Regions from separate parts of the Hordeum vulgare genome. Here region 2 is linked to region 1. A link is a contact called in public Hi-C data. All regions are on one chromosome and are shown on one strand. Each heading gives the region's core, a stretch centred on a gene start, on an enhancer-like site or on the middle of the called end of the contact. The rest is flanking DNA. Distances are from core to core; before and after follow the strand shown. Region 1 holds the start of LOC123446538. Region 2 holds the start of LOC123448795 (tetratricopeptide repeat protein 27 homolog).

Region 1 (5,666 bases), core at 1,266-3,765:
TGTGAAGAGCACCAGCTCGATCAATGCATGCAGTAGCAGCCTATATGCATGGCATGCATGCAATAGAGCATGTGTTAGTGTTAGAGCACTCTGCCCCCCCTAAATTGTGTAGTTTCACATTCATGCTTGCAGCAGGAGGCTGGCATGCATGTATGTATCTTGTGTCGCGCAAGGATGGTAGGTTGATTCATTTGATGCCTTTCAATGTCCCATTTACTGTACAGAGAGACCCGTGTGATCGATCTGCCACTTTGATACGAGGCTTCAATAGAGCAGTACGGTAGTAGTAGTGTTTGTTTGATGGACCTCTGCTGCAAGGTTGATGAAAAAGTAATTAGGCTAATGCTAATCTGGTGACAGTGATAATAACAACCAGTGATGGAATAACTGAAATCGTCTACAGGCATGTATGAGATGCTTTTTGGCATTTTGCTCTACGTTCCCGTTTCCTCTATACTCTATAGGTCACTGGTGTCAATGATTTGTGAGTTGACTCAAGAGGCTTGTGGAGCAACCTTTGTCACTCCCTTTCCTTCCCCCATCTTTTCCTAAAGTGATGTGAGTGTGTGTCCCCTAATTGCTGACCTATTATGTCCCTTGTCCTTGATTAAGTTATCCACATCTTGTTCATCTAGTGCTTTTATGTTTTGTTTACCCTCTAAGCATTATTTCTAGACCTGTTTGTTTCACTCCAATTATTGACCACGGAGTAATATAAGTAGTACATAATTTGGGAGACCAAATCTCAAGTCACGAGTTTTCTAGGTGCACAGAAAGAGAGAGAGCTAGAGACGAAGTACTCCTGCTTGAATTAATACCCTGACAGCTCCATAAATTTCCATACATTGAGTGCTATGAATTGACTCTTATAATGGTTTTTCATGCTAGGTCTATACCAACCTGAATCTTCCTCTCTTTTTGAAACTGTTCCTCTTTGGTTAGACTCTTAACTAGAACTGTTCTCCTCTACTACTCTTCAAGACTATTTAACTGAAACTATCCTGCTAGCTTGTCCAGGATTGTAGTACTACTGCTAGTACTTTGTGGGTACTCCTATACTACATTACGAGCTCTTAAGCTCTCGTATTATCAGTAGATAACTGGCTGTGGAGTAAATAAAGGGCAAAATGCAGCGATGTTCTGTTTTTGCAGGGAAAGATGTAGTGACGAGGTTATTCATAAATCATTCTTAGTTAATTAATGAGATAAATCTTTTGCCTCTGTTCGGAAAAAAAAGTATGACGCTGAGAACTTGAAATGCGTCACAGGGGATAAAAAATATGGAGCAGGGGCCAGCGTTACAATGCTGCTATGATGAGACATAACTAAACTTCTGTAGAGCGGCAGAACAACACGAAATGACAGCACACGAATACCGCGGTGCATCCACGTTGCTAAAACGAACACTCGAACAGTTCTCAACAGTACCGTAGCATCAAAATGTTTGTATTCAAGCACGAATAGCAAACTTATTACAAAGTGGGCATACATAAGCATACTCGGTTACACGTAGGCTCCTACTCCACATGCATTCCATGAGCATTAGCAGCAACTACCCTGATTTCGTATCTCATTAACTGTACTCTTTACAACTTAAAAAAATACAATGTATGACAAAGGAAGTAGAATCTCCTCACTTGTCACTCCATGTATCAACTTATTTTTAATAATTTGGATATAAGAAATGCAACTTTTAAAAAGGTGTAGCTCAGGAGGGATAGATGGAAGAAAGAGGAAAGACAGAGAGGTGGAAAGGAACATGGCGAGAAAGAGAAGGTGGAATAAGAAGATGAAGAACGTGGAAGAAAATGTGGCCTTGTTGGGTCTTACAAGGTCAAGAAAAGGTCTTGCAAGGTCAAGAAGACCCGGACAAAGTGAACGTGACAAGAAAAGAAAACGGAGGAGGGGGTGATGGCTAGAAGAAAAGCTCAATCAGGATAACACCATATTATTGCTATGGACGAATCACCGCCGACGGTGCTCCCCGTGGCCAGAATCCTCTCGGTCTGAGCTCTCCATGGGTGTCCAACACCTCCTGCCCACAAGGCACGGCTGCCTGGCAGCTCGTCCTCTCTATCTGATGGTGGGAGACAGAAAAAACAAAGAAGAGAAGGGTGTTGTAAGTCAGGGGCAAATCATGTGGAGATTGCTTCGTGATTAAGGTAGCAATCGCTGGACGACCAAAAGCCGGTACCTCAAAAACCAGTGTACATGACCGCCGTCGGAGTGGAGGCAGCCGCGACGCCATGAGGTAGAACGGGGACCGCGGCGGCGGCCGCGGACGCACGCGAGAGGCGGCGTGGTGGTGGTGACGCCGAGCCACAGCACGGCGGCAGCTCCGGGGCGCAGCGGTGGTGCAGTGTGTATGGGTGATTTCAGAGCCGCATGGAGTCGGAACTCGGAACCCAGTGGAGCTTTGGGTAGGAGAGGGAGGGGGCTGGGGAATGGATCGGCCATGGGTGCTGCGTCTTATATGAACTCGGCCGGCTCGGGCAGGGACGGATGCAAGGGGGTGGTCAACGATGCACTTTTGCCTTGACAGCGATTAGGTTTCGGCTAATCACGCGTGCTGCTGGGCTGGAACGCCGTGTTTTCCCGTGTGCAATCCAGGCCAAGCCCAAAAGAAAAATGGAAGCCCAACTCAAAGACAAAGCGAAGTAGGGCCTTCTAAAAAAGAAAAGTTTTTTTTTTTTGCGAATCTGAAAAAGAAAAGGTTAGGGAGTAGGGACGAGGGTTTGCCTTAAAAAAAAGAGACTGATGTGCGTCGGCGCGTCGGACCAAACTTCGGCCGGTCACGCGCAAGCCGCCACATCAAACCCTGTTTGACTGTTAGATCAAATCATATAGCAAAAATCGTCGATGATAGCAAAAACAAGCAGCGTTGTAGCAAAAATCGGCCACAGATGTAACAAAAACATGGTCGTAGCAGAAATATCAACATGGTTGTAGCAAAAATAACGACGTTGATGGTGCGTGGTATCAAAACAAGATATGGGTTGTAGCGAAAAGCGGACGTCTTTGTAGTAAGAAATCGACACCGGCGATGCGTTGTAACAAAAACCCAACGTGGTTGTAGCAAAATGAGATGCAGATTGTAGCATCACAAATGGTGCTTGTAGTAGGGAAGTGCTAGTCGGAGCAGTGTCGTAGTCCTCGAACTGTCGACGGCGGTGATGCGTTGTAGCAAAACGAAGTGCCGATTGTAACAAAAGCTAGCATGATTGTAGCAAAAAAATCGATGCCGGCTATGTCTTGTAGCAGAACGAGGCGCCGGTTCCAGCAAATTGCTACGTCGGTTGTAGCAAAAGCTAGCATGGTTGCAGCAAAAAACAACACAGTTGTAGCAAAAATGATTTCTGGTTCCAGTAAAAAAACCAATGCAGCAAAACAAATGACAACCGCCATCCGTCCTCGCACCAACACCATCCTAGTCTATGCAGCAATTTGAAAAAGATTGGTTGTAGCACGACATGATACCAATTATAGCAAAAAAATCCAAACGCTCTTTGTGCAATGAAGCAAAAATACAAACATAACCGGTCCATGCAACGTTTGATGCCTATGTAACATACCTGGCCTAGTGCTTCTCGCGTACAGAGGCGATCGGGCGAGGGGCTACCGGCCGAGCGCTCGACCGATCGTCCGTCGAAAAACGTTTCCCTAAAAAAGGAGTAAGGACGCACGCACGCAGGCAGATTTATGGACGTCACTGTTGTGTTCGGTTTGAGGATCAAAAGGCATGTAATGTCATGGTTCCATTCCAATGCGTGGGTTGGTTCCATTTTTGTGTTCGGTTGGACATAAAAAATGACATGGTTTGGTTTCGTCCATGTGTTTGGTTTGGAAGGTAAAATGAGAAGAATCTCATTTCACTCACCTTTCCATATGAATGGTGAGATTACCTTTAATGTGCTCATATCTCTCTCTACATTTGGACAACATATAATTCAAAATTTTGGTAGTATTTTCTTTGTATTTTCAACAAGCAACTTAATAGTATATGATCACAAGTCAAACAAATATATAACATCACATATAACAGATTTTCAATACAAATATCATAAGATGCAACAATATCACAAGGTCATCATCAAAAAGAAATATTGTTCAATTACAATCCACACATATGATTCACATACTAGTTATCCGAAAGCTCTCCTAATTGAAGTTCAATACAAGTTCATAATGCAAAGTTCATCACCTCACACTAGTCCATACGATAAGTGCATCATGCGAAGTTCTTCGTCACATACCTACCCACCCAAATCAATCGGTTTGACTCGCTGAGCAACATGAAAGCTCTTGCTATCTTGGGGTTGTCCATAAGATGAGCATAGTAGTGGCAAGGTATCCTTCAGCAAATCCAATAGTGTCGGAGACAACTTCCCAAAGGTCATCACGTATAGTATCATCATCTCCACCACACTTCACAAGAGCCGCATCTACAAGTTTGAACCCATATTAGAGAGTTGTCATCAACGGATTATCGTTATTTTTCACCACGTTAGCCTTCTTTTTTGCTGGTTCACTGGGATTAGAGGACTCACCAACATTTGGTGACATGTTCACCTCACCATTGTCATCATCTTCTATTTCAATGGAAATGTTATCGTTACTAGACCTTGCATTCTTCCTGTAGCAGTTTTTTGCAGGAAAATTGTCTCCATGGCGCGATAGTGCTCAACTAGGGTATTCAAGAAGGCCACATCAGATTTGTGATCCTACACAAATTGTTCAAATGATTAGCATAACATATAGACAACATGTCAAATCTTCATGCATCAAAGCTTACCTTACAATGACTTGCATAGTGATCATCACTCAGCTTGGTAGTGCAAAGTATCCTCATCCCATAGAGCTCCACTTAAATTATTCAATGTGACTAGTCTATCCCAAATCTTCCTCCAGTTCTTAACATGGTTGTAAACCTGGCCACCGTTGATCGCTAGCTTGAAGTGTCCCTTCAAAGCTTGAGGAAGATTGGGGTGGGCGCGACAGATTGGCATAGAGGAGGCGCTGCGGGTCAGGCTGGGAGGAGCAGGTGATGCAGGTAGGACGAGAGGAGGAGGCTCTGCAGGTCGGCCGAGATTCGTCCGGTTCCTTCCCAGCCACTGGCCGTCGTCTCCCTTGCGTTGTAGGTCGAGAGCAGATGCGAGAGAGAGGGAGAGTGGCAGCTGGGAGGAAAGAACGAGAGGGAGAGTGAAAGAGTTCGGGGCATGAGGGGTGAGAGCGGTGAGGCACTGGTTTCTTTTCTTTTCTTTTTGCGTTCAACAGATGAATAATGAGGCTGTTCCTACGGTTCCCAGGCATCTCTAGATGAAGCATCTCGAGGGAATATCCACTGCATGCGGACGGCCCGGTTCTGGATACAAACACCACCGAACACGAGGATGGGCTGTTAGTGACGGAATCAACCCATCCGATGACACCTTATCCTCAAACCGAACACACCCTACATCGATGCCTCATGCTTCTCCCTGGCGCACGATCCATCGACGTGTATATCCAATCAAACTAAATTTCTCAAGACAACGAGGAACTCCAGAATTGCTAGGCGGTCAAGGAGATCCAGCTTGCGCGGTCGCACAGTCGATCGGTCGGCCGCCTTGCAACATTAGGGCCAATGAGTCTAGAAAATCGGTAGGTTAATGTCTTCTCTCATTCTC
Region 2 (5,444 bases), core at 661-3,160, 300 kb after region 1:
TTCAAATGCTTGATTAATACTTTTTAAATACAAGGTTAATATTTTTTGAATACATGGTCAACATGTTTCCTCTGCACTATTTTAAATCTTTCCAAATGCTTGATTAAAAACTTTCAAATACAAGATTAATAGTTTTCCAATATATGCTCAATATTTGTTCTATGGACATTTAACATTTTTTAAATGCTTGACTAAATTTTCTAAATGCAATATTTAACATTTTGTGAACACCTGGTCAAAAAATTTTATAAACACATTTAATGTTTTTCAAATGCTTGATTAACATTTTTCAAATACCCATTCAACATTTTTTCAAATGCTTGTTTAACATTTTTATATAGATTTTAAAACATCATCATTTTTAATAAAAGGTCAACATTTTCTGTATACACATTTAACCTTTTCCAATGCTTGATTAAAAAGTTTCAAACACTTGTTAAATATTTTTTCAAATGCTCAATTAACATTTTAAATACATGATCAATTTGTTTCATACACATTTTAATTTATTTATACATTTTTGGTATAGGTTTTAATTTTTTCTATACACATTTAACATTTTTCAAATACTAGGTCAATATTTTTTAAATTTTTATGTAGATTGATTTTAATAATATATTTATTTAGAATATATGGAAGTATAAACAAACCCAAATGATAAGTGTCACATGTATTACACGAAGCAACATGGCCCAAACGCTTCCATTACCTCCATCTTGCCACATCAAACGGATGACATCAATGATTTAATTTTTATTTTCTCAAAATTAAAAATATTTTATCCCTTAAAGAAAATAATATATTGAAAATCCGTTTTTATCATTAAATTCGTCTCAACAAGATCTTCAAAACCAGATCACATATTGATATGTTTCGATGACTTTTTTAGGCCAATAGTTGACTTGATGTTTACACTATAATTGCATAGATTTTACACTAAAGTTGTTGTGTTATGTTTCATATATTTTTATGTTAGATATAAAGCTACCATTGAACATTCTCATGTTTTTTTATTATTTGACCATGACAATTTTTAGTAATTAACCACGGCAAATTTAATTCATGGTTCATGGCAATTTTTGGTAATTCATCATGACAAATTTAGTTTAGAGATCATGTAATTTTTTGCATTTTTGACCATGAAAATTCTAGTTTTTTATCATGAAAATTATGTTTATATGAATCATGACAATTTTAGTGCATGTATAATGACAAATTTAACTAATTCATCATGGTAATTTTAGTTTATGGTTCATGATACATTTGAGTCATTAGTCATCTATTTTTAAAGTAATTGACGATGGATTTATTTTTAGTTATGAACCATGTCAAAATTATTTCATGGATCATGACAAATTTTAGTAATTCATCATGACAAGTTTATGTAACTTTGATGTAAACACTATGGCAATTTATGTGCAATAGACATGATAAGTTTTAAGTAAAAAAAATTCATCGAAACATATCAATATGAGATCTAATTTCAAAGATCTTATCATGAAGGATTTAATGGTGAAAACTATTTTTCAATCAATTTTTTTATTTAAAAGGTAAAACATTTTAAAAACTGAAAAACCCGAAAGGTTCATGTTGACATCATCAACTTGATCATTTGTGCATGTATGCGAAGATACGGTGCAATCTATGATTATAGAACATGTGGTCGAATGTTACTTCCACGGCACGTGTGATGGCTATCGACGCCCTAAAGAAAAGTATAAACAGAAAGCAAAAGGCGAAACAAAATACGTAAAATAAAAGAGAAAATAAAGTTGTTATTCCCACCGTCTCGCTTAATGCGAGACATAGGGGATGCCTCCACCCGGGCCCAAAAGGCAGCATCCTCGAACCGACCAGAGAAAGCCGGTCTAAAAAGACCAGGCTCAGGCCCATGAACGAGACCCAGACACAGGCAGAGCGATGCTCGTGACAGCCTGAGCGGTCGCCTAGGCACCCTTCCCTCCCCTCAACAGTCAACAGCGACCAGAGAAAGGAATAGGCGAAAACCCTAAACCTCGCCACCGGCCACGGCCATGGCGGCGACCACCGCTACCCCCACCTTCCTCCGTGCGACCGAGCTCCGCCTCCTCCGCTGCACCCTCCCTTCCCCGATCTCCCAACCAGCTCCCCCCTCACCTCCCCCAGAACACCCGCTCGGTCCTGTCGTGTCCTCTGCCGTCGCCGCCGTCGAGGTCGGGGACTACGTGGCTGCTATCGCCTCCGCCGTCCCCCACATCTTCCACCCCTCCGCCTTCGCCGAGGTTGCCCAGGGCTCCCCAACGCAAGCTTACGCCGACCTCACTGCCGCTGCCGAGGCGTTCCTCCGGGAGGATGGCGGAGGGGCCGCGAGCGAGGGGTTCCAGTGCAGGTGTGCGCTTGTTCTCTCCGCGGCGGTGGCCGCGCTGCTCGCATTCACGCAGCAGAACGTGACGGGACCGTCGGGGAAGTTTCCACCCTTCCCTTTCCAGACTTCACGTTTGGACGAAGAGGGGCATGGTGATCCTGGAAGCAAATGGGATGATTGGGCTTCGGGTCATTTAGCTGCTTTTGGTTCCCATGTTCATGGGAAATTCGCTCTCTTGCCGTTCATTGTCTTTGCAGAACTACTCTTCACAAGCATACAGGGTCTCGACTCCTCTGATTGTTGGAGTGTGCAATGGTGGTTGTGCAGAATATCCTTGTCCCAGCAAAATATTTTAGATGAGCTATCGTCCTCTTTGTTTGATCGAGTACAAGTGTACAAGAATGAAATGTTGGCCCACTTTGGTGAACTTGAAAAGGTCTCTAGCTACTGGGGTTCTTTGTTATGTGATGAAGAAGGGTTTTCTTTTGTCTCAGCTGTTTTTCTGGAAGCTGGAATCGTGGAGTATAAATATGGCCAAGTTGATGCTTCAAGGCTGCATCTGGATAGTGCTCAAGAGGCATGTGGGATTCATCTCTCTCTCACAGGGATTCTTGGTTTTCGAACAATACACCAGGTGGACGCCAAGTCCCAAATGGTTCTAGTTGCGAAGACTACTAAATCAGCAGCTGATGATGGCCAATCAACAGAGCTAGCAGGATCTCAGAGTGATGGTGTGGCTTCCCGGAACGCAGGGAGCTCTGTTCCAAGTGAAAGTGATGAATTTTGTGATATACTAAGAACACCAAGACTGGCTGAAAATGGGAATGAAACGAGCGGTGAGAGTATGACATCCGCAAACACACAGATATCGCTATCTGCTATCCAGCAGGCCGCTGTACTTGCACAATGTTTATATGTGAGTCGGAGGAGTCGGAGTGATGAAATGTCTGGGTGGGAGATGGCACCATACATAGAGTCAATTGATTCTCAAGAAAAATCATACTTTGTGGTCAGGAGCTTGTGTGATGTTCTGCGTATTAGGTGGGAGTCCACGCGCAGTCGGACAAAACAGCGGGCACTGTTAATGATGGAGAATTTGGTTGAAGATATTGCCAAAGAATTTCCTGTAGTTTCACAAAGAACCAAACTGGTTTTTGGAGTTCATATGCCGCCTATCCCTGCATTAAGGAAAGAGTATGGTGAACTTTTGATAAGTTGTGGTTTACTTGGTGAAGCACTTAATGTTTTCAAAGAACTCGAATTGTGGGATAATCTAATCTATTGCTATCGATTATCGGGTAAAGTTGCTGATGCGGTCAGTTTAATAAATACCCGGCTCTCTGTTACACCAAATGACCCAAGGTTATGGTGTTCACTTGGTGATGCTACAAATAATGATGATCATTATAAGAAAGCACTGGAAGTCTCAGATAACAAGTCTGCTCGAGCTCTGCGCTCTCTGGCTCGCAGTGCATACAACAGGAATGACTTCCATACATCCAAAATTCTTTGGGGATCAGCATTGGCACTGAATTCTTTGTATCCAGATGGCTGGTTTGCCTATGGTACAGCTGCATGGAAGGATAAAGATCTTGAGAAGGCAGTGGATGCTTTTAGTCGTGCTGTGCAGATAGATCCTGAAAACGGAGAAGCATGGAACAACATAGCCTGTCTGCACATGATTAGAGGAAAGAGCCAGGCAGCAGTCCAGGCATTCAAGGAAGCTGTAAAGTTCAAGAGGAATAGCTGGGAAGTTTGGGAAAATTACAGTAAGGTTGCTTTGGACACATGCAACATGCGACTGACACTTGAAGCTGTCAAAATGGTATTGAATCTGTCCTCGAACAAGCGCTTCAATGTTGATCTATTGGACAAGGTGATGGTCTCTGTCGAAGAACAAGCTAGACATCTTAGTGATACTCAAGAAGCTAAATCCATAAGCAACGCTTCAGATGATGCAAATAAAGAGACCAGGCTACCAAATCAATTGCTAGGTGTAATTGGTGATATCCTTCAGCAGATTGTACGGAGTGGGGCTAGCAATGCAGAGATATGGGGATTATATGCAAGATGGCATAAAAGCAAGGGCAACCTCATGGCATGCTCTGAAGCTTTGTTGAAGCAAGTTCGATCCCTCCAGGGTTCAGGATTATGGCATGATCAGAAGAAGTTCACGAAGTATGCTCAAGCTTCTCTGCAACTTTGCAAGGTCTATATCGAAATTTCCTCCACGACTGGAAGCAGACGAGAATTATTGTCAGCTGAGATGCATCTTAAAAGCTCCTTAAAACAGGCAACGGACTTCTCAGGTACGGAGGAGTATAAATCACTTAATGACTGCCTTGACCAATTAAGGGGCCTGATTGGCGCTGCATAGAGTTACTGATATCTTGGTTGCGAACCAAGGTCACTTTGTCATATTGCTTATCACAGACCCTTTATAAATGACAAGCATCGTCAAGTCGCATCATCCGATGGTCTATACTCAAGTTCGGCACGAAGAGTACACCAGACCCTTTATTTACTCTTGTTCTGTTATTCATGTTGGTCGTTTGCTGAATGTTTCAGCACACAATCCAGCTCGTAGCTGTGAGCACTCTGTTAATCAGGTTTATCATGTGTAATCCCAGACTGTATTTGGGAAAGTATTTGTACTATTGCCTCTGTTTGAATGAAAGTGTTGTCGTGCTCTCAATAAAAGAATACACCAGCATATATAACTAAGAAAGTAGGCCTGTAAGGATTCAATTTTTCTGGATTTTTGACTTTTTTTATGATTGTGCTCCTTTTTTTACCTGGCTGGGTGTTTTGCATGTTACGTTTTGATGTGGCGGTCGCCGCTTTACCTGGTTTTGGCATGAATACAATGATGTTCTGCAGTACCAATTTATTTCTGAGATACATATACCATTCTAAGAAGGATTGTTACTGTCGTCATTTGATTTTCACTACAAATATCAATATAACTGGTGATTTTGACTCTTGCATGGACAATCTACTTCATACTTATGCACGGATAATCTCTATTATTAAAGGGGATCTGATCTGCCGTCGTCGTGATGGTTCGACCTCGTACGACTCCCACTTCCTCCTGCTAGTG

Evidence for each region. Hi-C and Micro-C count contacts between places; a contact is called where the count stands out from the background.
Region 2: a Hi-C map of seedling shows a contact between it and region 1, with 2.0 times the contacts expected there. The contact joins the promoter of LOC123448795 here to the promoter of LOC123446538 in region 1. A contact is called at or near these places in 1 of 6 Hi-C or Micro-C datasets (seedling) and 1 of 1 datasets of contacts at active chromatin or transcription factors (embryo).

What each region holds. Positions count from the first base shown.
Region 1 is chr4H:418,793,365-418,799,030 of MorexV3_pseudomolecules_assembly, forward strand. LOC123446538 reads right to left here and starts at 2,516. Exons shown (of 2, transcript XM_045123110.1): 1 at 2,195-2,516; 2 at 1,431-2,077. The coding sequence starts at 2,457. The coding sequence ends at 2,074.
Region 2 is chr4H:419,094,140-419,099,583 of MorexV3_pseudomolecules_assembly, forward strand. LOC123448795 (tetratricopeptide repeat protein 27 homolog) reads left to right here and starts at 1,911. Exons shown (of 1, transcript XM_045125808.1): 1 at 1,911-5,044. The coding sequence starts at 2,034. The coding sequence ends at 4,721.